Regions from separate parts of the Mus musculus genome. Here all the other regions are linked to region 1. Evidence: chromatin contacts called from public HiChIP or PLAC-seq and promoter capture Hi-C data. All regions are on one chromosome and are shown on one strand. Each heading gives the region's core, a stretch centred on a gene start, on an enhancer-like site or on the middle of the called end of the contact. The rest is flanking DNA. Distances are from core to core; before and after follow the strand shown. Region 1 holds the start of Ccdc114 (coiled-coil domain containing 114). Region 2 holds the start of Myh14 (myosin, heavy polypeptide 14). Region 3 holds the start of Clec11a (C-type lectin domain family 11, member a). Region 4 holds the start of 2410002F23Rik (RIKEN cDNA 2410002F23 gene). Region 5 holds the start of Fam71e1 (family with sequence similarity 71, member E1). Region 6 holds the start of Fuz (fuzzy planar cell polarity protein). Region 7 holds the start of Vrk3 (vaccinia related kinase 3).

The links. Promoter capture Hi-C pulls out the DNA fragments that hold promoters and counts their contacts. HiChIP or PLAC-seq counts read pairs in DNA pulled down with a chosen protein or histone mark. Capture Hi-C pulls out chosen DNA fragments and counts their contacts.
Region 2: a promoter capture Hi-C map of liver shows a contact between it and region 1, with 7 times the contacts expected there. The contact joins the promoter of Myh14 here to the promoter of Ccdc114 in region 1. A contact is called at or near these places in 2 of 39 promoter capture datasets (hippocampal neurons and liver).
Region 3: a contact with region 1 is called in a promoter capture Hi-C map of liver, with 3 times the contacts expected there. The contact joins the promoter of Clec11a here to the promoter of Ccdc114 in region 1. A contact is called at or near these places in 1 of 39 promoter capture datasets (liver), 1 of 484 Hi-C or Micro-C datasets (uterus) and 1 of 9 other capture datasets (liver).
Region 4: a promoter capture Hi-C map of liver shows a contact between it and region 1, with 6 times the contacts expected there. The contact joins the promoter of 2410002F23Rik here to the promoter of Ccdc114 in region 1. A contact is called at or near these places in 1 of 484 Hi-C or Micro-C datasets (uterus) and 2 of 9 other capture datasets (adipose tissue and liver).
Region 5: a contact with region 1 is called in a promoter capture Hi-C map of pre-B cells, with 6 times the contacts expected there. The contact joins the promoter of Fam71e1 here to the promoter of Ccdc114 in region 1. A contact is called at or near these places in 4 of 39 promoter capture datasets (cranial neural crest, liver and pre-B cells) and 2 of 9 other capture datasets (adipose tissue and liver).
Region 6: a contact with region 1 is called in an H3K27ac HiChIP or PLAC-seq map of thymic regulatory T cells, with 6 times the contacts expected there. The contact joins the promoter of Fuz here to the promoter of Ccdc114 in region 1. A contact is called at or near these places in 3 of 39 promoter capture datasets (hematopoietic stem and progenitor cells, liver and pre-B cells), 2 of 115 datasets of contacts at active chromatin or transcription factors (pancreatic cancer cells and thymic regulatory T cells) and 3 of 9 other capture datasets (adipose tissue, liver and macrophages).
Region 7: a promoter capture Hi-C map of adipose tissue shows a contact between it and region 1, with 2.4 times the contacts expected there. The contact joins the promoter of Vrk3 here to the promoter of Ccdc114 in region 1. A contact is called at or near these places in 4 of 39 promoter capture datasets (cranial neural crest, liver and pre-B cells), 4 of 484 Hi-C or Micro-C datasets (B cells, CD4 T cells and muscle stem cells), 1 of 115 datasets of contacts at active chromatin or transcription factors (thymic regulatory T cells) and 3 of 9 other capture datasets (adipose tissue, liver and pancreatic islet).

The regions. Positions count from the first base shown.
Region 1 is chr7:45,922,951-45,926,027 of GRCm38.p6, reverse strand. It overlaps Ccdc114 (coiled-coil domain containing 114), which reads right to left and starts at 1,813. Exons shown (of 15, transcript NM_001364168.1): 1 at 1,642-1,813; 2 at 1,439-1,530. The coding sequence starts at 1,508.
Region 2 is chr7:44,669,230-44,672,359 of GRCm38.p6, reverse strand. It overlaps Myh14 (myosin, heavy polypeptide 14), which reads left to right and starts at 1,517. Exons shown (of 42, transcript NM_001271540.1): 1 at 1,517-1,560. 2310016G11Rik (RIKEN cDNA 2310016G11 gene) reads right to left here. Exons shown (of 5, transcript NR_152106.1): 2 at 3,058-3,130; 3 at 2,527-2,697; 4 at 1,761-1,926.
Region 3 is chr7:44,305,495-44,308,456 of GRCm38.p6, reverse strand. Clec11a (C-type lectin domain family 11, member a) reads left to right here and starts at 1,498. Exons shown (of 4, transcript NM_009131.3): 1 at 1,498-1,838; 2 at 1,983-2,184; 3 at 2,437-2,628. The coding sequence starts at 1,692.
Region 4 is chr7:44,245,422-44,248,458 of GRCm38.p6, reverse strand. 2410002F23Rik (RIKEN cDNA 2410002F23 gene) reads right to left here and starts at 1,737. Exons shown (of 6, transcript NM_025880.4): 1 at 1,636-1,737; 2 at 164-207. It overlaps LOC115486841 (a small nucleolar RNA gene), which reads right to left and starts at 369; the gene lies at 279-369.
Region 5 is chr7:44,495,042-44,498,096 of GRCm38.p6, reverse strand. It overlaps Fam71e1 (family with sequence similarity 71, member E1), which reads right to left and starts at 1,502. Exons shown (of 5, transcript NM_028169.2): 1 at 1,367-1,502; 2 at 1,064-1,182; 3 at 464-594. The coding sequence starts at 1,409. It overlaps Emc10 (ER membrane protein complex subunit 10), which reads left to right and starts at 1,679. Exons shown (of 7, transcript NM_197991.3): 1 at 1,679-1,841. The coding sequence starts at 1,728.
Region 6 is chr7:44,894,446-44,897,348 of GRCm38.p6, reverse strand. Fuz (fuzzy planar cell polarity protein) reads right to left here and starts at 1,270. Exons shown (of 11, transcript NM_027376.3): 1 at 987-1,270; 2 at 681-802; 3 at 350-434; 4 at 20-88. The coding sequence starts at 1,097.
Region 7 is chr7:44,747,270-44,750,464 of GRCm38.p6, reverse strand. It overlaps Vrk3 (vaccinia related kinase 3), which reads right to left and starts at 1,836. Exons shown (of 15, transcript NM_133945.1): 1 at 1,814-1,836. Zfp473 (zinc finger protein 473) reads left to right here and starts at 2,116. Exons shown (of 5, transcript NM_001289836.1): 1 at 2,116-2,555.

The DNA.
Region 1 (3,077 bases), core at 564-3,063:
TTATTCCTTGAGCACAAGATTCAGCTCCATTTCACTTCCTGGTGTCCCTTTATCACCTGAATACACAATTAATAAAAATTTTGAAATTTTTCTTTTTAAGCTTGCTATGGTTGATCAAAATGTTCTTCATGAGAGTGAACCAGAGGACAAAGTCTGTGCTGGGCTTTTCTGAGACTTCCTTTGTCAATGCAATTTAATCTGATTCTCTTCACTTTCGCCTTAGCCTCAGGCAGACTCTTCAGAAAAAAAAGGGCAAAAGTCAGTCACATTCTTCACCAAAATACCACAAAAAAAGTCTCTAGGCCATATACTCACATTCTTCTCTGAAAGCTTTTGAGCCAGGCCCCCACAGTTCAACTCATCCTCAGCACCAATGTCTTCTATGTTCCTACCAGGATGGCCCTTGAAGCCCCACTAAAAGCATTCCACTGCGTTCCAAAACGTCCCCAAATCCACATTCCTCCAAACAAAATCATGGTCAGACCTAGCAAAGCTATACCCCACTCCTGGTACCAATTTCTAGCTTAGTTAGGGTTTCCATTGCTGTGAAGAGACACCATGACTAAGGCAACTCTTATAAGGACAACATTTAAATGGGGCTGGCTTACAGGTTCAGAGGTTCAGTCCATCATGGCAGCATCCAGGCAGGCATGGTGCTGGAGGAGCTGAGTTCTATATATGTCTTTTTCCAGAGGCAAACAGGAAAAGACTGACTCCCAGGCACCTAGAAAGAGGGTCTCAAAGCCCACCTCCACAGTGATACACTTTCTCCAACAAGGCCATACCTACTCCAACTAGCCACACCTCCTCATAGTGCCACTCCCTGGGCCAAGCAGATACAAACCACTACACCATCCTTTCAATCTTTCCTACCAGCTTCCCACCCTCAGCTGAGAACTGACCCAAACCATGTCCACACTCCTACCCCAGCCACCCTAGCCATTTTTTTTTTTTTTTTGAGACAGGGTTTTACTATGTAGGGTTTTACTATGTAGCCCTGGTTGGTCTCAAACTATCTCCGCCTCCCCAGCAGAGATGAAAGATGTGTGCCGCCACACCAGTCCTTTTCTCTTTCTGTTTTAGTGTAGGAAGGTCCCAAGGGAGTTGCTTTTCTTCTCCCACCCCCTGGGTTCCCGAGTGGCACTCAGGCCGTCAGTTTGGTGCCAAGAGCCTTTACTAGGTAAGCCATCTCACGGGTCCTCCCCTAGCTCTCTTCTGGATGTTCTGGACCCCATTCAAACCACTCCTGAAGTCCAATGTCTGCCTAGACATCCCACTGCCTGGCTTGGCCCCACCACAGGCCAAGATCCCCCTGTTTGGGCTCGAATCTGCCCCCAGGAGAGGGCGCTCCTGGGAGGCCTCCCACCCCTGGCTCTGGAACTTGAAGAAGCTGAGAACAGAAAAGGAACTTCGGAGGAGATGGGGAATCATGAATTACCTGATCCCTCCAGGAAGATCTCGCTTCCTTCTTCGGAGCGGGCGCTCCTGGTGGGTGGACCCAAACGCATCCTCGACATAGCGGTGGAGCTCCTGCAAGGGCACACCAGCCTCAGAGAGCGCAAGCCAGCGCACAGAGCGACCAAACAGCACTGCGGCCTCTCTGAGCCTCGACCCTTCAAGGACTACTGGGATATCGCTCACCCCAAAAACACACAATCTGGACCCTGCGGCTTGACTCAGACTCGGTCCCTGGGCAGCTTCTCCGCACCTCGGAACCCCGGCCGGATTGGGGTGGGGTGGGAGGCGAGGTCAAGGTTCTACCTGCTTGAGTGCCTGACCAGTCGCTGTAGCTCCACTCTCACTGTTGTAGTCTGGTTACTGGGGAGACAAGGGGCCAATAAGGCCTGAGGACAGCGGAAGGGGCGGGCAGGAGAGATCAGTGGAAGACTCAGCCAACTTTAGTCTTGGACCCAGAGGAGGCCAGGCCAGAGCAGGGGCAGGCCAGAAGACGGGCCTGAGTGGGCGGGGGCAGGGCTGAGAAGACCCTAGAGAACAGCGGTTCTCAACCAGTGAGTCGCGACCCCGTTGTAGCCTCCAACGACCTTTTCACAAGGAGTCACCAGAGACCATCGGACAACACAGATGTTTGCATTACAATACATAACTGTAGCAAAACTACAGATATTTATGAAGTAGCAACAAAAATAATTTTACGGTAGGGCGGGTAAACACAACATAAAGAACTATATTAAAGGGACGCAGCATTAGAAAGGTTGAGAATCCCCGCCATAGAAAGAGCCAGGGGAGTCAAGGGAGTGGAGGTTAGGAGAGCGGGGAAGGGGAGGAGCATAGGTAGGATCAAGGGCGGAGCCTGGGGAAGATCTCATTGTAAAAGGGGAGGGGAGAAAGTGTAGTACTAAGAGGCGGAGCCAGAGGCTGTTAATAAAAGGAGGAGGGGCTCGGATGCTATAAGGGGCAGGATTGCAAGCAGAGGGTGGCATCAGTCCTGTACAGAGCGTTAACTATAGGGGAGAGATGCTCACGGTCTGTAAGGGGCGGGGACTAGAAGGGAGCGGCCGGCGAGTTTAGTGAGAAGGCGGGGCCTTGGGTTTGGGGGCGGGGCGGGCCCTGTTATTTAAAAAGAGCCAAGCGAGGTGCTGGAGATTGACTTGAATGCCTGGGAGGGACACTCGTGGGGCTCGGGACTATGGGCAGTGGAAACTGAAGGGAAACGTTTAGAAGACTAGACTTTGGGACTAGGCAGGGTCCTTCGGGGTCCAAGAAGTGCGTGCCTTGGACTGGTTATTTGGGAAATTCATGGTTTGGAGGAACGCTCACCACGATCTCAGTTCCTACACAGGTTCACTACGCATGCGCAACCAACGGTTTGGGGCCACGCAGGGCAGAGCCGGAAGTGGGAGTGGGCGGAACCTCCAGCGGTCCCATCTGGCCAAGCTCTTCATCCCACGTGGTCCTCTTGCAAGCGGGCTGTGGACGCCACTGCCTGAAGGCTGGGTGTGCCCGACGCCTGCGGTTTCCTGTGGGAGGAAGTGCTGCGATGCCGCGCTCCTTAGAGGCTTGGGCAGGGGAGATCCCACCACCCCTACCTCTAGTGTCTCCAGATACTTCCACTTCTA
Region 2 (3,130 bases), core at 268-2,767, 1.3 Mb after region 1:
GTAGTTGGCAGGTACGGTTGGTTGGCTACAGACACCTGAGCTGTCATGTCCAAATGGACAATAGAGTGCCAGGATGGCAGAGCTGCAGAATGAAACCCTGTCTCCGAAGCAAAGAAGCAGGCCTGCAGCAGTGGCTCAGTGGTTAAGAGCAGAAACTGTTCTTCCAGAGGACCTGGGTTCAATTCCCAGTACCCACAGGACAGCTCAGAATCATCTGTAACTCCAGTTGCAGGAAATTTGACATCCTCTTCTGGCCTCCGACCGCACTGTATGCACACAGTACACATACATATATGCAGGTAAAAAAGCCATACACACACACACACACACACACACACAGAGAGCCATACACTCACACACATACACAAGGAAACAGCAAGTTTAGGAGACTGTTCAAAGCTGAGGCAGACCCAAGTGCTTAAGGGACTATGAAACAACACGAGCTAAGCAGTTGGAAGACAAGGTGGAGTGTATCTATGTGGTGAGGGCTTTGGGGACTTTGGTATTTACTTATCGTTTGTTTGCTGATTTATTTATTTTTGCAGTAAGGTGATGTAAACTTAGTGCTTTATAGCTCAAGTGCCCTATAACTGAGCCACATCTTAAGCCCTCTTTTTGTACTTTGAGACAGGGTCACACTAAGTTTCTCAATCACTTTGTTTAAACCCATGACCTCAACTCATTGCAGTCCTCCTGCCTCAGCCCGGCAATGCTAGCTAGGATGGTAGGTGTGGTCCTCCAGATGAGGTTGGGGTTTTTGCTTTGTTTTCTGAGACAGGGTCTCCTATAATCTAGGCTGGCCTAGAAATCTTTACATAGCTGTAGGATGACCTTGAACTCCTGATCCTCCAACCTCCAGTTCTCCAGGGCTGGAATGATTCTCTGGTGCCATCACTCCTGCTTTGCAAGGTGACTGGGTGGAACCCAGGGCTTCGTGCATGCTAGGCTAACCCTCTACTGAGTCTCCATATAAGGTCTCAATCGCACCAAGTTCAAGGCTTTAGTGAAATTACGTAGTGGAAACGCTTCACACATCTTTGAGCTCAATAAATGATTCTGACCCATCCACCTGCTTTGGGTCTGCTCACGGTCTGCACTCTACAAAAGCAGTTTCTTGGTGTGTGTCCTCACGCCGGCTCCCGGGGGACCCAGGCATTCCGGCCTCCCGCCGCCCCCTACGGGTGCGCACAAAGGCATCCATTCATGCCTGTTTACAAAGCAGCCCATTCACCCTGTCCCCTTGAACCAGCAGCTGCTGGCCGCTCCCCAAGCATCTCTATTGGTGCTTCCTGCTGGCCATCAGGCCCGGGTCCCGCCTACTGCCGCACATTCTCGGCCAGGTTCTTTTCCCACGCCTGGCACGCTTTGCCAACTTCTGATTGGCCTGGCGCGCCAGCCGCTCTTTTTGATTGGGCAGCACTGAGCCCCAGGGGCGAGGTCTGAGCGGGCCGCAGCAAGTGCTGATTGGTCTGTAATGCCTACCTGTGGGTGGGGCCGTCCACTGCAGGCCCCGCCTCCTTTTCTGTCCAGGCCGAGGCCTCTGGACCGCCCTGGGCGCCGGTGAGTGTCCGGGGACCTCCCCCCCGTGGTGCGCCCCAAGGGTTGGCCAGAGCCTGTCAGACCTGGGGAGGCCGGAGCCGGTGGGGTACAGCGGGGGGTCTTGGAGAGGGGTGGGTCAAGACATTCACCCTGGGTGCAAGCGACCCCAGGGTCAGGGAGAGGTAAGGGGAAGGTTGTAGTCACCCAGCCCGGATTCCCACCTTGTGCCAGACAGCCTGGGGTCATCTCTGACAGCGTCACACGGTCTGTTCTGCAGAAGGGGAAACTGAGGCAGTGCTTGGAACGTTGCATGATAGAACACCTGAGTCATGGTCTCCATTCCCCAGCTCTCAGGACTACCGTGTCAGATGTCAGAGGAGGAAAAAGCTGTGGACCAGAGAGAGAGGGGTCGCGACAGGCAGGGACAGGAACAGAGAAGGATGTGTTTGGCTGGGTGTCCCAGTTTGTTTTGATTTGACTTGGTTTAGTTAGTTGTTTTGGTTTTTTGTTTTGTTTTGGTTTTTTGTTTTTTTGTGAGTTTTTTTTGTTTGTTTTTTTTGTGTTTTTTGTTTTTTTTGGAGATAGCTTCTGAACTCACTGTGTAGACCGAGTTGACCTCAACCCCCAACCTTCCTGCCTGAGCCTCTCAAGGGCCGCGATGACAAGAGTGTGCCACCAAGCCTCACAATGGACATGGGCACTTTAATGTATAACTAAACTCCCCTCCAGTGTAGGAGAATGGATTTGAGGTAGGTTTGTGTGGTTTCCATCTCACAGAGAGTGAAGATATAGACTGGACCGAGGTGGGGAACACAGGGACCTGGTGTGCCTGGCCCTGTGGCTTTTTTTTTTTTTTAAACATCATAATAGTAATCAGGAGTTCAAGACCAGCCTCAGCTACATGATGAGTTCCAGGCGAGCCTGGGCTACTTAAGACCCTGTATCTGAAAAACAAAAAACAAAAATAAATTGTTCTGTAAGCCATACCTCTTAACACCTCTTAAGCCACAAGTTTATCGTAGGCATGATCACCCGATGTCTCCTCCTCGATCACCTTCTCGATTGAGGAGAAGACCCAAGCCTGAGGCTGGCATAGCATTTTGACATCATATCTGAGGATTGGGGCATCCCACTTCCAGGGTTCAGGAAACTGAGATTCTAAGAAAGAAAGAAAGAAAGAAAAAAAAAAAAAAAACCACGATAAAACAGAACAGAGACCTGGGTCCTTTTCCTCAAATAATTTTTGTTGATCTCATGAGCCTCAATTCCTAGCGAAGAAAGTGAAGGTTCAGAAGGCTGGAGGGAGATTCGAACCCTAGCATACTTAGTCCGGCTCTGTGCCAGCCCTTCACCTTTGCCCACAGCCGCCCACTTGGCAACAGGTTCTATCTTTGCTGGCTGCTGTGCCAGGCCCCGCCCCCCGCCCAGCCCGGCAGGTGTCAGGAGACGTCAGAACCCGGTCCTGCCTTCCTGACGGGAGAGGCCCCACCTCTTGCTGGACCGCAGAGCCGGCCTCACCTGGGTGCTGGAGAGGATCTGGACTCGGAGGCCTCCCCATCTCTACCGCCAGGCGCCCAGGTAGCCTCGGGAT
Region 3 (2,962 bases), core at 249-2,748, 1.6 Mb after region 1:
CTAGATCTTTGGCTCATGAATTGGCAGGACCTGCGGGACTAAAGCTCTGCAGGACTCATGAGCCTGGCATGGTGTGGGTAAGGCATGGCCATCTACTCTCCTGGCATTGGAACCTTCCACTGCCCTCAGCGCCTGCACTCAGGCAGACACCTTGAGAACTCCGGTGCAACCTAAACACAAAAGTCTGATTTTTAAGGCCTTTTACCAAGCTGCTGTAACATTGGTCTTATTCATCAGTTTAACTGAGTACCAACTAGGTGCTAGGAAGTCCTGCTTTGATTTGGGGATACAGAAGTAGCCCCAAAATCTATGCCTTGGTCTGCAAGAGACAGATGTAAATAAACAAGCCCATACTGGTTGGACCATACCTAGAAGAAAAGGGGGCATTTTGAGAAAGCATCTCACATGGTGGGCAGAGCTGAGGCTTCAGTAATGAGAAAGAGCTGAGGGAAGAGTTTGCAGAAGGAGGAAAAGGCTAGGAAGGACAGAGTGGTGATGGAGGGTGAGGGGAGATGAGGTGAGACTGCAGAAAAAACGGTTCTCTCCCAGGCCCCAGCCCTGCAGGCTGCACTGAGGACCGAGGAGACCGCGGTTTGGCTTCTCTCCTGCTTCTGATGGGAAGGTGAGGAGGCAGGGGCGTGGGGAGTAATGTGATCTGATTTATGGTTTGGAAGGATTGCTCTGGCTGCGGCAGGCAAGCAGCCCAGATTGGAGGGGCTCTGTAGAAGGAGGGAGAGTAAGGGGAGGCCACTGCAGTGGTCTAGGCTGGGATAAGGCAGCTTGCAGAGGGTTCTCTACTCACGGCCAGTGCTTGGTTAGTATACATACTGGAGATACCTGCTCTGACTGTCAACCCTTCTCCTCCCTTGATGGGGGAACCACTGGGCTCACTACCACCCCTCCCACCCCAGCATCAACCTGCTCAGGGCCTGGCCTGCAGGAGAATCTTGTAGTTACACCTTTTAAGCAGCACACATGCATGCTGTTCACACATATCCCCACAAGCAGGCACCACATACAAGGGCTGGTAGGGCCAGGACAGGCCATCTGGGTAGAGGATGGGAGAGCCCCGGAGCCTGAGAATGTTAGAAGAGTCCCCTTCATTAGGCTGTGTGGTCAGCGGTGACCACAGGATAATAGCAACCTTAGCATACTCTCTGCAGTGTGCCCCCTCCTCAGGAATGGCCAAGACAGAGAGAAGTGAACAGTCCAAAGCTGGCATCCTATCATAGCCTGCTTTGTTCTGAGAAGACTCCTGGACCAAGGCTGAGGCCTACCAGTACCAAGGATGCCCTGGAAAACTTTCCCCATCTTCCTTTTATCCATATAAGTGCTTGTACTTGCAAAAGGGAGGAAAGAGGGCAGAAGCAGAGGTCTGGAAAGTGGCAAGGGGTGGGTGTGGGTAGACCCAAGGCGGGATCAGGCTTTGGAACGTTGGAGGTTTCCGGCCACAGAGGCAGAGCCTCCTGGAAGCCAATAGGGGCGGGGAGACTCACCAAGAGAAGCTGAGGAGATCAAAAGTTGAGACAGAGCAGATCAGGAGGGAAGGCAGAAGAGAAAGCCTGGCAGAAAGAAGGTCCAAGGGGCTTGTGAGCTGCCCACCAGACTGGGACACTTGCTAGGTCTATACAGCAGTCCTACCCCTGGCATTCTGACCTCTCTACTATTTGGGTGCTGGGAAGCCCAGCTGGATGCAGGCAGCCTGGCTCTTGGGGGCCCTAGTGGTCCCTCAGCTTTTGAGTTTTGGTCATGGAGCCCGAGGTCCTGGGAGGGAGTGGGAGGGAGGCTGGGGAGGTGCCCTGGAGGAGGAGAGAGAGCGGGAGTCACAGATGTTGAAGGTGAGTGTTGGAGGGGCACTGTGGGCTTGAGATGAAGTGTTCAGATGGGTAAAGAAAAGTAAGGGGGTTTAGATGGAACAATGGGTTCAGAAAAGAGCTGAGAGGGTAGGCGGGAAGGAAACTGACATGCATTCTCTGACCCAGAATCTCCAGGAGGCCCTAGGGCTGCCCACTGGGGTGGGAAATGAGGATAATCTTGCTGAAAACCCTGAAGACAAAGAGGTCTGGGAGACCACAGAGACTCAAGGGGAAGAAGAGGAAGAGGAAATCACCACAGCACCTTCTTCTAGTCCCAACCCTTTCCCCAGCCCTTCTCCCACACCAGAGGACACTGTCACTTACATCTGTGAGTATTCAGAAGCCAGGGTGGCCTGTCTGTCAAGCACTGACCCAACTCGGAGGCCAGACACATCAAAGGGGCCCAAGGTCCCCAGATGTGTCTGCCTGTCAAGAGTTTAACCCACTGAACTTCATAGACATGGTCACACATCCCACAGATCGCCTCATCCAATCCGCTTTTGGGAGTCTGAGGGCCGTGCCCTCCATGTCCTTAGAGCCCTTAATTGTGCCTCTAGTTGTGCCTTCTGTCTTTTCACAGTGGGCCGCTTGGCCAGCCTCGATGCAGGCCTACACCAATTGCACGTCCGTCTGCACGTTTTGGACACCCGTGTGGTTGAGCTGACCCAGGGGCTGCGGCAGCTGCGGGATGCTGCGAGTGACACCCGCGACTCAGTGCAAGCCCTGAAGGAGGTCCAGGACCGTGCTGAGCAGGAGCACGGCCGCTTGGAGGGTGAGTCTCAGCAGCACAAAGAGGGCCTAGGTGGGAGGAGGAGACCCATGGAGGTCTGAAGACCTGGAGAAAACGGGTATCAGGATACCAGAGGGTCCACATAGAACTGGGAGGTGCTGGCACATCTAGAGATGGATTGTGAGGTGGGTGAGACTTTTCTTGCTCCAACCTGTGCCACACCCTGAAAGCCCCACCCATAGTCTGGAACCGCCTACACCCTGGCCACGCCCCCGAAGGCCCTGGCTCCACTTCACTAACACACTACTGCTCTAACGAGGCTCCCCTTGGCCCCACCCTTTTCAACCCTCCAAAGCATTGGCCCTGCCCCTGACAG
Region 4 (3,037 bases), core at 488-2,987, 1.7 Mb after region 1:
GGGATCTTTACCTACACCTGACTGATCCCATTTAAGTTAAGAGTTTTAATATGTAATACCCTATAATTGCGGGTTCATTAAATCCAACTTATAGAGAGTAACTGAAAAGGAAGGTACACTATTTATTTTAGGTGTGGACAGATTAAAAAGTAAAGGCTCTTACCACAGTAAGATGATGATGGATGGCTACGTGGCTTCAAGATACACCTGTAATACCGAAAGGACTTGGTGAGGGTTATGTGTGGGGCCAGCCCACAGGTACAGAACATCAAATTTAGAGGTCCTCAGATCTCCAGGTGTCAAAGGTCCTGGAGGGGCACTGTGTCCTCAAGGGTGTTTGGAGCCCAGTGCTAAACATCACAGGAGCCTCAGGCCTTCTGCAATGTCAAGGCTACTTGCCTTCAGGGATGGTGGCCAAGCTAACACAATAGAAAAGATTGACAAACACAAAATCCACTAGAGGCTCCAAGTTCCCCAGTCCAGTAGGTCCATAGAGATTCCCTATGGACATGATGTTCTGTCTTGGTTCGTAACCTTGAAAAACACAACCTGCAAAGACACACATCCTTCTGAGGAGCCTGGTGGGAGAACTATGGGGGTTCTACAGAGCAAAATGCAAACAAGCAAAACCCTGCTGAGATTTTATATATATAATATAGGCTTATATACATATATATATTTATATAAATAAATAAATAAATAAATGGAAGGCCCAGTGACTTACTCAGCGAGATTTGAACCACCCTGTGAAAGCTGTCTGGGAGATGATTTAGCAAGGAACACAAAGAGAACAGTAGGATTCCCAAGAGGAAAGAGTTTAATCAAGTGTGATAATGGCACTGACCAGTAAGTAGGCAGAAAAAGATTGGTTTACAGGCAAAGGTGTGGTTAAAATATTTTGGGAGAAATATGTAATTTACTTGAGTAGCTGAACCGAAAATGCTTGTACCATCAGGCCCTACAAGACCATCCTGTAGCCATTGTATTAGTATTCTTGCAGGTGAACAAAGGCCTGGCTCCCTTCCTCCTCGTCTACTCCTACCTGCTGCTCCGAAGCAATCCAGTCCTCCACGTGCACTCACTTCCGCCTTGGTAACTCCGTATCGTGTATCTGCCCCTACACCCCATCCTCCTCCAGCCCTCATGTGTTCTAGGTTGCACAAAATTGCCAAAATCCCACACGGGGGAGGGGCAGTGGTAGAGATTTCCTACGGAGAGAACCTGCAGGTAGCACGGGGCTGTCACTGGGAGGAAAGATTCTATGTCACACACCCCCCTCCCTGTCGCCTAAAAAAAAAAAAAAAACCGGGAAGATGGCGGACAAGACCCGCGACGTGAGCAGCAGAAATGGCGTAGCCCGGCTAAGGCAAGACAAAGGAAGGCCTGGCCCGGCATCCCAAGCTCCACAAACCTGGCGAAAGGCATTGTCCCGAAAGTACCCGCATCCGCCCCTTCGAGAGAAACCCTGGTTCCAGCCCGAGCACGCCCGCGGCCCCAAGCAGCGCCCTTGAGCCCGTCCGCGCGACAGGTACACCCGTGACCAGGCCACGGACACCTCGGGACACGTGCTTCCCAGGGTGCAAAGCAGCACCACCGACTGGAAGGTACCGAGGCCAACACCGTGGAAAAACTCACCGGGACAGACCTCACCTCACACGCGATCGCCACAGGCGCGCGCCACCGCCGCGTGTCCCCATTTATAGCGCGCGCTGCCCGTCAGCCCCACCCATCGCGCTCGCAAGGCCCCGCCTCCAGCGGCTCTTGGGCCCCGCCCTGAGGTAGCCCACACTTACGCCTGAGCCGGGGATCCTGCTTTCACGGTGGCAGAAAGAATAAACGTCTGTTGCCCTTAGGACATTCCTGATCAGGTGATAAGGTACGTTGTTCCCAAAGAGGATGAAGAGAATGAAGAACATATCTGAAAGGTTCTTCCGTTACTTCCGTCAGGCAGCTCTTAGACAGCTCCCAAGGAGAGGGCGGGACGAGAAAGCCCCCCATGGGGTGGGGGTTTGGCCAGAACCGGAAATCCCCCGACTTGCCAGCGCGGCAGGCTAGCTCGTTTTTGCTGCAGAAGCTGGGGTCCGCTAAAAGGGCCCACCCGGCAGTAGTCGCAGCTGCGGCGCGGGAGGCAGGACCAGCACACACTGGCAGACTTTTAGGGAACCATGGGTGTGGTGTAGTTAGAGGGCTGGGTTCTGTGATGTGCGGGCCCGGAGCGGGGACGCTAGGGCGGAAAGGAGGGGAATTCCCTGTGCCAGAAAGAGGGCAGGTTGGGGTCTGGACCCCTGGGTGTGAGGGAGGGTGGGTGGTGTCTGGACCCTTGTGTATGAGGGCGTGAGGCTGGAGGGCTGCACTACTGGGTTTGAATCTGGAGGCTGAGATAAGGACTGCTGGGTCTGAGGAAGGAGGCGGAGGGCTGGAACCCCTAGGTCTTGGGGGATAAGGGTCAGGGTTCTGAATACTTGGATGAGCTCGAAGTGGGTCCTCAACCACAGAAGTCATAGAACATTTTTTTTTTAAAAGTCTGCACCTCATACCAGTTCTCTCTTTCTTCATTTTGCCCTCCAAATAGTCTATGTTACACTCTTCAAGCTCTAGATTCCTTAATGTGACCTGAGTATTCTTTGTTTAGCTGGCCCTCTGCTCATTAGGGCTCTTTCTCATTCCGCTGGGGAGACTGGCCTGGGAACCTAGTGGTCTGAAGTAAAGGGAAAGATTCTTCTCTTAGGTAAACGAGTTTCCATTATTGCTGCTGGCTCACACCAGAGGAAAGTCAATAGTTTGATGAGACAAGGCCTCTCTCTCTAGAACAGGCTGGCCTTGAGCTCAGAAAGCTCCCTGTCTGCTTCTGTGCTTGGCTCCCGTTACCACATTGATGGTTAATATGGTCAACTTCTCCAAATCTGGTATTACCTAGGAAAGAAGCCTTGGAGCATACCTTGTGGAGAGTTATCTAGGTTAGCTTAGCCGCTGACCATGCACAGGTTATCTTAGTTGGGTTAGTTGACCTGGGAAGGCACACCCACTATTGGGGAAC
Region 5 (3,055 bases), core at 253-2,752, 1.4 Mb after region 1:
AAAGGATTCAGGTCTCCAAAAATACCACAGTATGTACATGTCCTGTAAGCGTGTACACGTTTCCTGCATGCAGCTGAGGCAGGGCAAGGCCTAGGCTGGGGGAAGGGGTGTTCTGTTCTATGTGAGGTTTGTACTTGGTGGTATTGATTTTCACAAGTTTTCAGGAAGAGGGGCAGAGTGGACAGTGGACTGTGGGACCCTGGGCCGTGGGCCCAGTCTTTGAGCTTTACTTTATCTCTCTGGGACAGAGTACCTGGAAAGCAGAAAGCACTGTGTAAACAGCCACCATCCTGACCCTGTGATGCCACTGAGGGCTGTCCTCCCTCATCTCGCCTGACTTCTGACCTCTGTGAAGTGCCCTGCCATTTTTCTTAGTGAAGAGGTTTGGTGGTGATCTTGGTCCCTGGGTGGCAAAATGGCGGCAGGGAGGTTGGAGGAAGTTGGGACTTAGAGGGGCAGTCACCCGAGGAGCTGCAGGTGTCCATTCTCCTTGTCAGGGCCGGCCAGCAGCAGCAGGTCTGGCAGCTCCAGGGCAGGACTAGAGGCTGCCACCCCCATGGTGACCTTGTTGGCGACTTCTCCAAACCGGGTCACCTGGGGCCAAAGGTTAAGAGGATCGATAGATGGAGAACAGAACTCAACAGGAATCTGATTGGGTCTTGGGGATCTTGACAGAGTGAAAGGTCATGAACTAGGGGAGATGAACAGTAGGTTAGGGATTGGGAATGTGGCTCAGAATATAAGCACACATGCCTAGAATCCCCCGGTGCAGGGCTAGGGTGTGACTAAGGGGTAGAGCTCCTGCTGAATAACGAGTGAAGCCCAGAGTACCAGCCATATTACCTCTAAAAAGGAAAAAAAAAAAAAAAAAAAGGCTTGTGGGCCAAAGATTTTAGGATTAAAGGACAAGAACCATATGTGTACAGTCAAGGAAACTGAGACAAAGGCTTCTGAAGACACAAAAAGCCCAGCGGGCTCAGAGGTGATGTGGATCACTTGGAAAGAACGACAAATGATGGGGGAGATCCGTACATCAACGGGTCGGAGGTCCGGGGCTCCACACCTGCACGAAGTTGCTTTCAAAGATGGGAAAGTCGCGCAGCTGGTCGAACTCGCCGCTCAGGAGGTGGCGTTGGAGGCGCCCAGGGCGGCACGGGGCGTAGGCTGGAGCCAGGGGGCGGTCTGCAGGGGCGAAGCGCGAGCATCCATCCCAGGATGCCAGGTACATGAACTCTGACCGAGGGCGCATGCGGGGCAGCGGCCTCCGCATTGCTGGTCCCATACCTTCCCCGGCTCCCTCTCTAGGGCCAACCCCTCCAGGCAGAAGTCCTTTTGTCACCTTCCATCCCCTCAGAACTGGTCTCACCTGCTCCGCCCCGAGCGGCCTTAAGATCTCGACCGCCCTTCATCGCCACGCCCCGGCCCTGGGGAGGAACGCCGAGTGAAGCCTGGGACAGACAGATAAAGGGTGGGGCCTAGAGCTTGTGACTTTACAATAGGGTGCCCGGCGTTCCGTGACGTCAACGACGTCACTTCTCTCCCAGGTGGTGTCACCGGGAACGTGAGCCCTAGAGACCCGGATGGAGAAATGGCCGCCCTGACTGCGGGAGCAGGCGGACGGGCGCTAGTGCGCAGGCGCGGCGTGCGGCGCAGGCGCGTGAGCCTCAGGATGAACCCTGTGTTTCCTAGCGGGCTGTATGGCTCTCGGTTTTTCTCAACGCTCCCGTATGGTGGCCGCGGGTGCCGGGGTGACCCGGCTGCTAGTGCTCTTGCTGATGGTAGCCGCGGCTCCTAGCAGAGCCCGAGGCAGCGGCTGCCGGGTCGGGGCCTCCGCGCGTGGGGTGAGTGCTAGTGGCCGGGGCGGGGCGGCCTCCTGTGGGCGCTAGATGGACCCCATCATGAATATTCATGAGAGGATGTGGTTTGCTCGGAACCTGAGCTGCGTGGAGTAGTGGTAGCTAGCCTCTCATCTCCGTGCTTGGGAGGCTGAGGCTGGAGGATCAAGGAGTTTGAGGCTAGCTTGGATTGCTTGAGATTGTCTCAAAAATACAAAAATGGGGGTGTGATGGTGCACGCTTTCAATACCCCTATTCGGGAGGCAGAGACAGGTGAATTTCTGAGTTCGAGGCCAGCCTAGGACAAAGGGAGTTCTAGGCCAACCAGGGCTACACAGTGAGACCCTGACTCAATAAGTAATTAATAAAGATATGGCAAGGAAGCAGTGCTCTAGTGCTAGGGTTGGAATCATGTTTCTGAATATGCACGAAGAAGTCAGGTCCTTCAGGAGCCAGAGTGCTGTAGGATGCCTGGCTAGGAGAAGCTTGAAATTAAGACATCTAAGGCTTAGGCCTGGGTGTGGGGTGCAAGGTCACCTTGGGCTACCTAAGGTCCTGTTTCAAAAAAACCCCAAAAATAGGGTGCTGGAGAAATGAGGGCCAAGAGAACTGACTGCTTTTCTGGAGTACCTGGGTTTGCTTTCTGGCACCTACCTAGAGGCTCACGACTGTCTGCTAACTTCAGTTTTTGGGGATTGCACATTCTCTTCTGGCACACCAGGTACCAGGCATGCACACAGGGCACATAGGTACATGCAGCAGATATCCATACACAAAATTAAAAAAAGAAAAATTACAAAGAAATTAAGCTGATGGTGGTGGTGCTCATGTGTAACCCCAAGCGCTCAGCAGACGTAGGCAGGAGGATCATCTCCGGTCTGGATCAGGGAGTGATTTAGTGGGACTCTGCTTCAGAACCGTGGGAAAGAAAGTGTGGATCTAGGATGTGCCAGAGAGAAGTGGGCTTCTTGCCAATGTGAATGGTCAGAGTATTAGCATGTGCAAAGGAAGTGAACTCGTGAATGAAAACCTGAATGACCTGGGGTGGGGGGCAGAGCAAGGTGGTATTTACCTGTAGTAGCAGCACGAAGAGGTGGAGGCAGAAGAATTGTGAATCAGAGGTTAGCTCGGGCTGTGCACTGAGACTCTCAAAACCAAAAAAACCAACAAAAAGATAACGACCCGGGCATTGGACATGAGAATAACAAGCTTTTAGAGTT
Region 6 (2,903 bases), core at 21-2,520, 1.0 Mb after region 1:
TCACATCCCACAGCCTCACCCTCAATTCTTTCTTCAGTCTTTCTACATTCCGGATATTGGTCAGCTCCTCAAGTCCCACAATGAGAACCTAGAAGAATCACATAGGACAGCGGGGTCCTTAATAGGATCTAGTCAGAGAGGACAGTATTTGAATGGGTGTTGAGAGGAAGGCCAGGTCTGGATCCCTGTGTATGAAGGTGGAGGTCGGGCTCCTGGACTCCTAGGTATGAGGGAAGAGGGCTGAGGTCTGGATGTCTGGGTGTGAGAAAAAAATGCAGGTCTGGACTAAGGAGAAGAGGCTGGGGGTGCAGCTCTCTTGAGTTTTGGAGAAAAAAGGGCCCAGTCTCACCATGGCCCCAAACACCATGTGGAGCATTCTTTCCAGCCTCAGCTCAGAGGTGCCCTCCTCAGATGACAGAACAATGAGAGTGATACTGTGGGGAGGAAAGAAGAGAAGCAAGAATGAAGTAGAGGTCAGGCCTGGGAAACGGAGCCAAGCGCTTCAGCGTCTCTGGGCTATTCCTATGCTGCTGGCTACATTCTGCTGGGAACGCAGGGATCAGAGAGGGTGAGTAGCTTATCAAAGATTCCCACAGCCAAGTCACCACTGGCAGGACTCTGGGGTCACCTAAGCCAGGAACCACTGCCCAGATCTTGTTCCCTTGCTCCCGCCAAGGGACCTGTCATGGAAGTTCTTCCACACTACGGTTGTGTCTTCCGTTCTTGCAGAGTTCAGTTGCACATCCAGATTCTGGCCGAACATGTGGACTCCATTGAGAGAGCCGATGACAGAGAAAGGAAGCTGAAGAGTGGGGAAGCATTGAGACCTCACTGTCCCACTTTGCCGTCTCCCCACATCCCCCCAAAGTTCTTCAGGAAACCAGGCTTATTAGTCCCCTAAAGGCTCCGAGCCTCTACTCCCTGCACGGTATGCCATCCCAGCTTCCCAAACCCCTTATTTAGACGAAGGAGTCGAATGCCCCCACCTGTTGACGGGAGGGGGCGCCGCCGCTGCTACTCCGACAAAACAGGGGAACCCCGCTAGAGGCTGCGAGGCACAGCAGATGCACCGGGCTTCCCGGCCCCTCATCCCCCATCTGGAAGCCCGCACCCGACAAGTCACCCCCCTGGAGACTCTCGGTGTGGATCTAGGAGCATGCGGGTAGTGAAAGCAAGTCGGCCTGCCGTTTGGAGCCGCCAGAGGGCGAGAAGCCGGATGGCTAAATTCCTGCCTTCATCAACTCAGCCCCTCCAACAGGATTCTTTTTCCGCCCCGGCCGGAAGTCATCATGACCCTAACAAAGATGGCGACAAGTATTGCTTGCCAAGCGTTCAAGTTGTTCCTGGACAGCTTCACATCTTTTGTATAACGAGAATGAAGAATCTAGTTTGAAGATGGTGATGGTGCTAAGGTGTTGCCTACAAACCTTCATGTGTGCTGTAATTACGTGCTAATTTTTTTTTTTTAAACAACTGGTTGAGGATGGGGACAGTGCTAAGGCACTGCCTGGCAACTGCAGCGTGGCCTTTCATTCCATAGTGGGAAATACCCTGCCCCAGTCAAAGATGGCCGTATGCTCAGGCGTTGCCTAGCAACTACCATTCACAATAATTTCTGTTTCAAAACTCCGAACCGCTGTGCCACCGTCTCCCTCTCATTTTTTCAGAATGGTTTGATCCAGGCAGTGTTGCCTAGTAACCACCAAATGAGATGGTTGTTTTTGTTATTAGTGAAAGGCAGAAGAGAACCTTTTCCAAAATCATGAAAACCACGTAATTTCTGTAACGAATTAATGCCAATGATGGTGTATCGTGTCGAAAGGTAAAACACGGAAAACTTTGTTCCATGCAACAATAGAAGTTAGCACCGAGGTAGCAAGACAGATTTTCACAGATATGATCACTGTACTATCACTTCCAAAGCTTTCTTCCAAAGGATGGCTAGGAGCCAGGGAGATGGCTCAGCACATCCCAGGGCTTGCCATGAAGACCTGAGAAGCTTGTAACCCCTGGAATCTTCATGGTAGAATAGAGAGCTCACTCCACAAAGCTGGCCTCTGTACACATGCCATGGCACACGCACTGTAAGAATCAAAATTTATTTTCTAGTTTAAAATAGTATGGCTATTAAAATAGTATGGCTACAGCTTCGTGTCTTTATTTTCTACTTTCTGGGTGAGTTGCAGCCTTTAGGCCTGGTTGGCCTGGAACTCAGGGTAGCTGTTTGGCCTGGAATGGCGAATGCCAGCCACTCTCTTTTTCTTTGCTTTCCTTTCTTTCTCTTTTGCTTGTTGTTGTTTAGTGTATTTTTGAGGTGTGGTCTCATGTAGCCCATGCAGACCTGGGACTTGCCATGTGTCCTTGAAATTCCGATTCCTTTTTCAACATCTCAGTCTCCTTTCTTTCTTCCTTTCTTTTTTCTTTCTTTCTTCCTTTCTTTTTTTTTTCTAGATTTATTTATTTATTTTATATATACGAGTACACTGTAGCTGTACAGATGGTTGTGAGCCATCATGTGGTTGCTGGGATTTGAACTCAGGACCTTTGGGAGACCAGTCAATGCTCTTAACAGCTGAGTCATCTCTCCAGTCCAGTCCAGCCCCCATCTCAGCCCTTCTAATGTCTTTTTATACTCTGTTTGTTTGTTTGTTTGTTTGGTTTTTGAGACAGGGTTTCTCTGTGTAGCCCTGTCTGTCCTGGAACTCACTCTGTAGACCAGGCTGGCCTCAAACTCAGAAATCCACCTGCCTCTGCCTCAAAGGCGTGCACCACCACTGCCCGGCTATACTCAATTTTGATAAGTGCAAGGAATTGAACAATTTTTTCCACCGACAAATATTAGATTTCTCCTTCTGTATTTTAAATGATACAATAAAACAAAATAATTTTTTGAGACAAAATCG
Region 7 (3,195 bases), core at 587-3,086, 1.2 Mb after region 1:
ACTTCAGCTCCAGGGGATCTGACACCCTCTTCTGGCACTTGCAAATTCATGCCATATACACAAACAGAGCCCATGACGAGTGCCACGCCATCTCTGATGATGGTAAACAGCCACAGCCCTGTGGGTGAGCCGTCAGCAAATGAGCTCGGGCAGGTAAGCGTGGGCTGAATTGCAATGTAAATTGCAAGCAGAGAAAGCCTCTCTCATTTTCTAAGACATTCTAGATGCAAACATGTAGATAAGATACCATAGGAAAAAATATTATACAATTGACTGCAATTTCTGTCTGGCACCTCAACCAACGTTAGAATGTAAACTAGTTGTGCAGAATTTAAAAACATCCATCTTTATGATCTTTAATTTTGAGTATGTGTGTGTTTGCATGTGGGTATGTGTAAAAGGTCTTTGCTACTTTGTGAGTTCTTTTTCCTGCCTTTATTCTCCCCTTCCCATTTCACCCCCTATCCCTAGGTAGGAGAGAAAGAAGGACAGAGGGAGAGAGATCAAGAACTCTGAATCTAATTTCTTCTTTGAGCACAACTACTAACAAACTGCAATACCCCCCCCATCCCCCACCCCCACCAAACAACTCTCACGGTACCCAGTTGAGGCCCTAGTATTTACAGACTCTCTGAGAAGTTCCCAGAATTCCAAACGTCACACAGTTGTAGAAACTATGTGCAGCTGGCAAAATCATGAGCTGCTGGAGCAGGAGGCAAAGCTTAGTCAGCTGCGGAGAAGCAGCCCCATAGCCCCACTCCTGGGATTGAAACAAAAACATATTCTTATATTTCTGTGTTTTTTTTAAAGAAATGAAAATTCCAGAATTTTCACTACAGTTATGTGCATATGAACCCGTGTGAAGGCCAATCCCTAATTCCCTAGAACTAGGGTTACAGGCAGTCATGAACTGGGAACCAACTTGAGTCCTCCGGAAGACAGTAAGCACTCAAATATTGAACCAACTCTCCAGTCCTTAGGCAGGGCTGGATTCTTTTTTTAAAGACAGTGTTTCATGTAGCTTAGGCCGACCTTGAACTTTTGATCCCCCAGCATTTGAAACTTACCCAAGCGTACATCCAGCTTTAATTAAACTGAGGTGCCCATTACTATGTAGTCCATCCTGGGCTGTCCTGGAATTCACTATTCTCAAAAATCCTCCTGACTCAGCCTCCCAAGTGCTAGAACATTGCTGAGTTTAGAGCTACTCCTAGGGGAGGTGGCAGTTCGGGTATATAATACAATAAGTGTCTGTTGCACAGATCCTTGCATACAGTAAGTGCTCGGATCTTGAGTGTTGAGGTCTCCTGTCTAAGGCTGCACATTCAGTTCCGACTACTGATACTCAAGTCGGCTTTTATTATGCACCCATTTGTTTAGTTCATTTATCCTACGTATGACCATCAGCTTGCTACCATCTATGCTCCTGTTGCAGGAACGCAGCACAGCAGAGTACCAAAGGCTAAATTCCACAGGTGTGGGACTAACACTTCCCTAAGTAGCAGAGACTGGACCGGGCCCCACAATCCCAAAGAAACCAGTGACGAGGTACCCGTGGAGGCGGAGGCGGAGTGTCTGACATTCCTCACAGGCTCCGCCCAACACCTTCCCAGCAAAACAGAGGAAGTGGGTGCTCCCCCCACTCCCGCCCCCGAACCCCAGCCTTGGTCGGCCTCCGCCTTCCTCAGGCAGTGACGTCACAGGCTGCCGGGCGAGCGGCTCCTCATCACTGTACTTGTGAAAAAGCCGTGGGCGCCGGGGTTTCTCACGGCCCGGACTCTCACTCCGATCCGGAGCAGAAACTTGGACTCACCTTTACAGTTGCCCCGCAGAAACTTCCGGGGAGGGAGGGTGAAGGAGGGGCTGCGCGCGCATCCCCCACCGGCCGTGCGACAGCAGCGAGCAGACGCGGCCTATTTCCTCTAATACAGGGCATCCGGACAAGCTGTGCCCTGCTGGAAACTCCATTTCCCAGAAGCCTGAGCGACACGCCTGATTAGTCCATCCCCCTAATTGCTCACCGTTATTCGGCCTTCTCTGGGGCGGGCTTTTCCTTCTACTGCGCATGTCTGACGTCAATCTTGATGAAATACGTGACAGCCACCAATCAAAGGTCCTGTTGTCATTTTTAAACTCTCCTTGCTTCTGTGCTCTCTCTGTAATCTCAGTTTTGCCTTCAAACTGTATCTATGGCAACCCGCTGTCACCTCCAAATGGAATTTTCGGGGTGTAGAAGGTGAAAGTAGTCCTATAACAGGGTAGTGGGCCATCCAACCTTGGTGTCACTTAGCCATGAATCTGTTTCCTCTCTACTTCCTAGAGGGCTCAGTGGGTGGAGACCACAGGTGGTGGGTCCTGGAATTTGGCGCGGAGTTACCTGGGTGGGATAAATTTGAGGAGAAGTTTCTGGAACCGGAACTTCCTCGGAGGAATTTCCCCCTGTACTCTGAGGGAGCCCTCCTCATGAGGAGTTGGGTTTTCTTGGGATCCTGGAAAGCATATGTTCTTTGGGTTGCCAGCCATGCTGAGGTACGGAGACACGGAGCCATGCCGAGGTACGGAGACTAAGCCCAGGCGCCCATGGCCTTAGTCCTCTGTGGCCGGGGTGGGAGGCCCTGACAGAATGCTGAACCCTTGAGTGCTCACAGCCGGGCGTAGGCCCGGCTCTTAAGCGGGGGTTTCCTCTCGCGACCAATACCTACAATAATGGCCCAGAGACATCTATTGCTTCAGTTTCGGGGTATCAAACCCCCTCTTGGGCTTCTAAAGGCACTTAGGTGTACACACATAGCACTTTGAAGCAGTCATAAACAAATTTAAAAGGAAAGATTATTTGTATCTATTATTTGAGCATCTCAAATATATACTGTTATGTTCTATTTAAAAAGCCAGGGAAGCCAGGGATATGTTTGGTAGGGCGAGGTATGGTGCTGGGGAAGGGGGTGCCTCTGCGGGCCCATGCTGAGGCATCCCTTCCCCTTGAGGTACCAACCACAGTGGGTATAGTGTAGAATAGAGTTTATTTAGGGCATGGGGAGGGGAGTTGAGAGGTAGTAGAGACAGAGAAAGGTAGGGAGAGGGAGTAGAGGCCGGCCATGAACACGTGTAGAGAGAGGGGAATAGGGCAAGAAGGGACAGAGAAGGAAGAGAGTGTGGGGACTGAGGGGCAAGCAGCCCCTTTTATAGTGAGTCAGG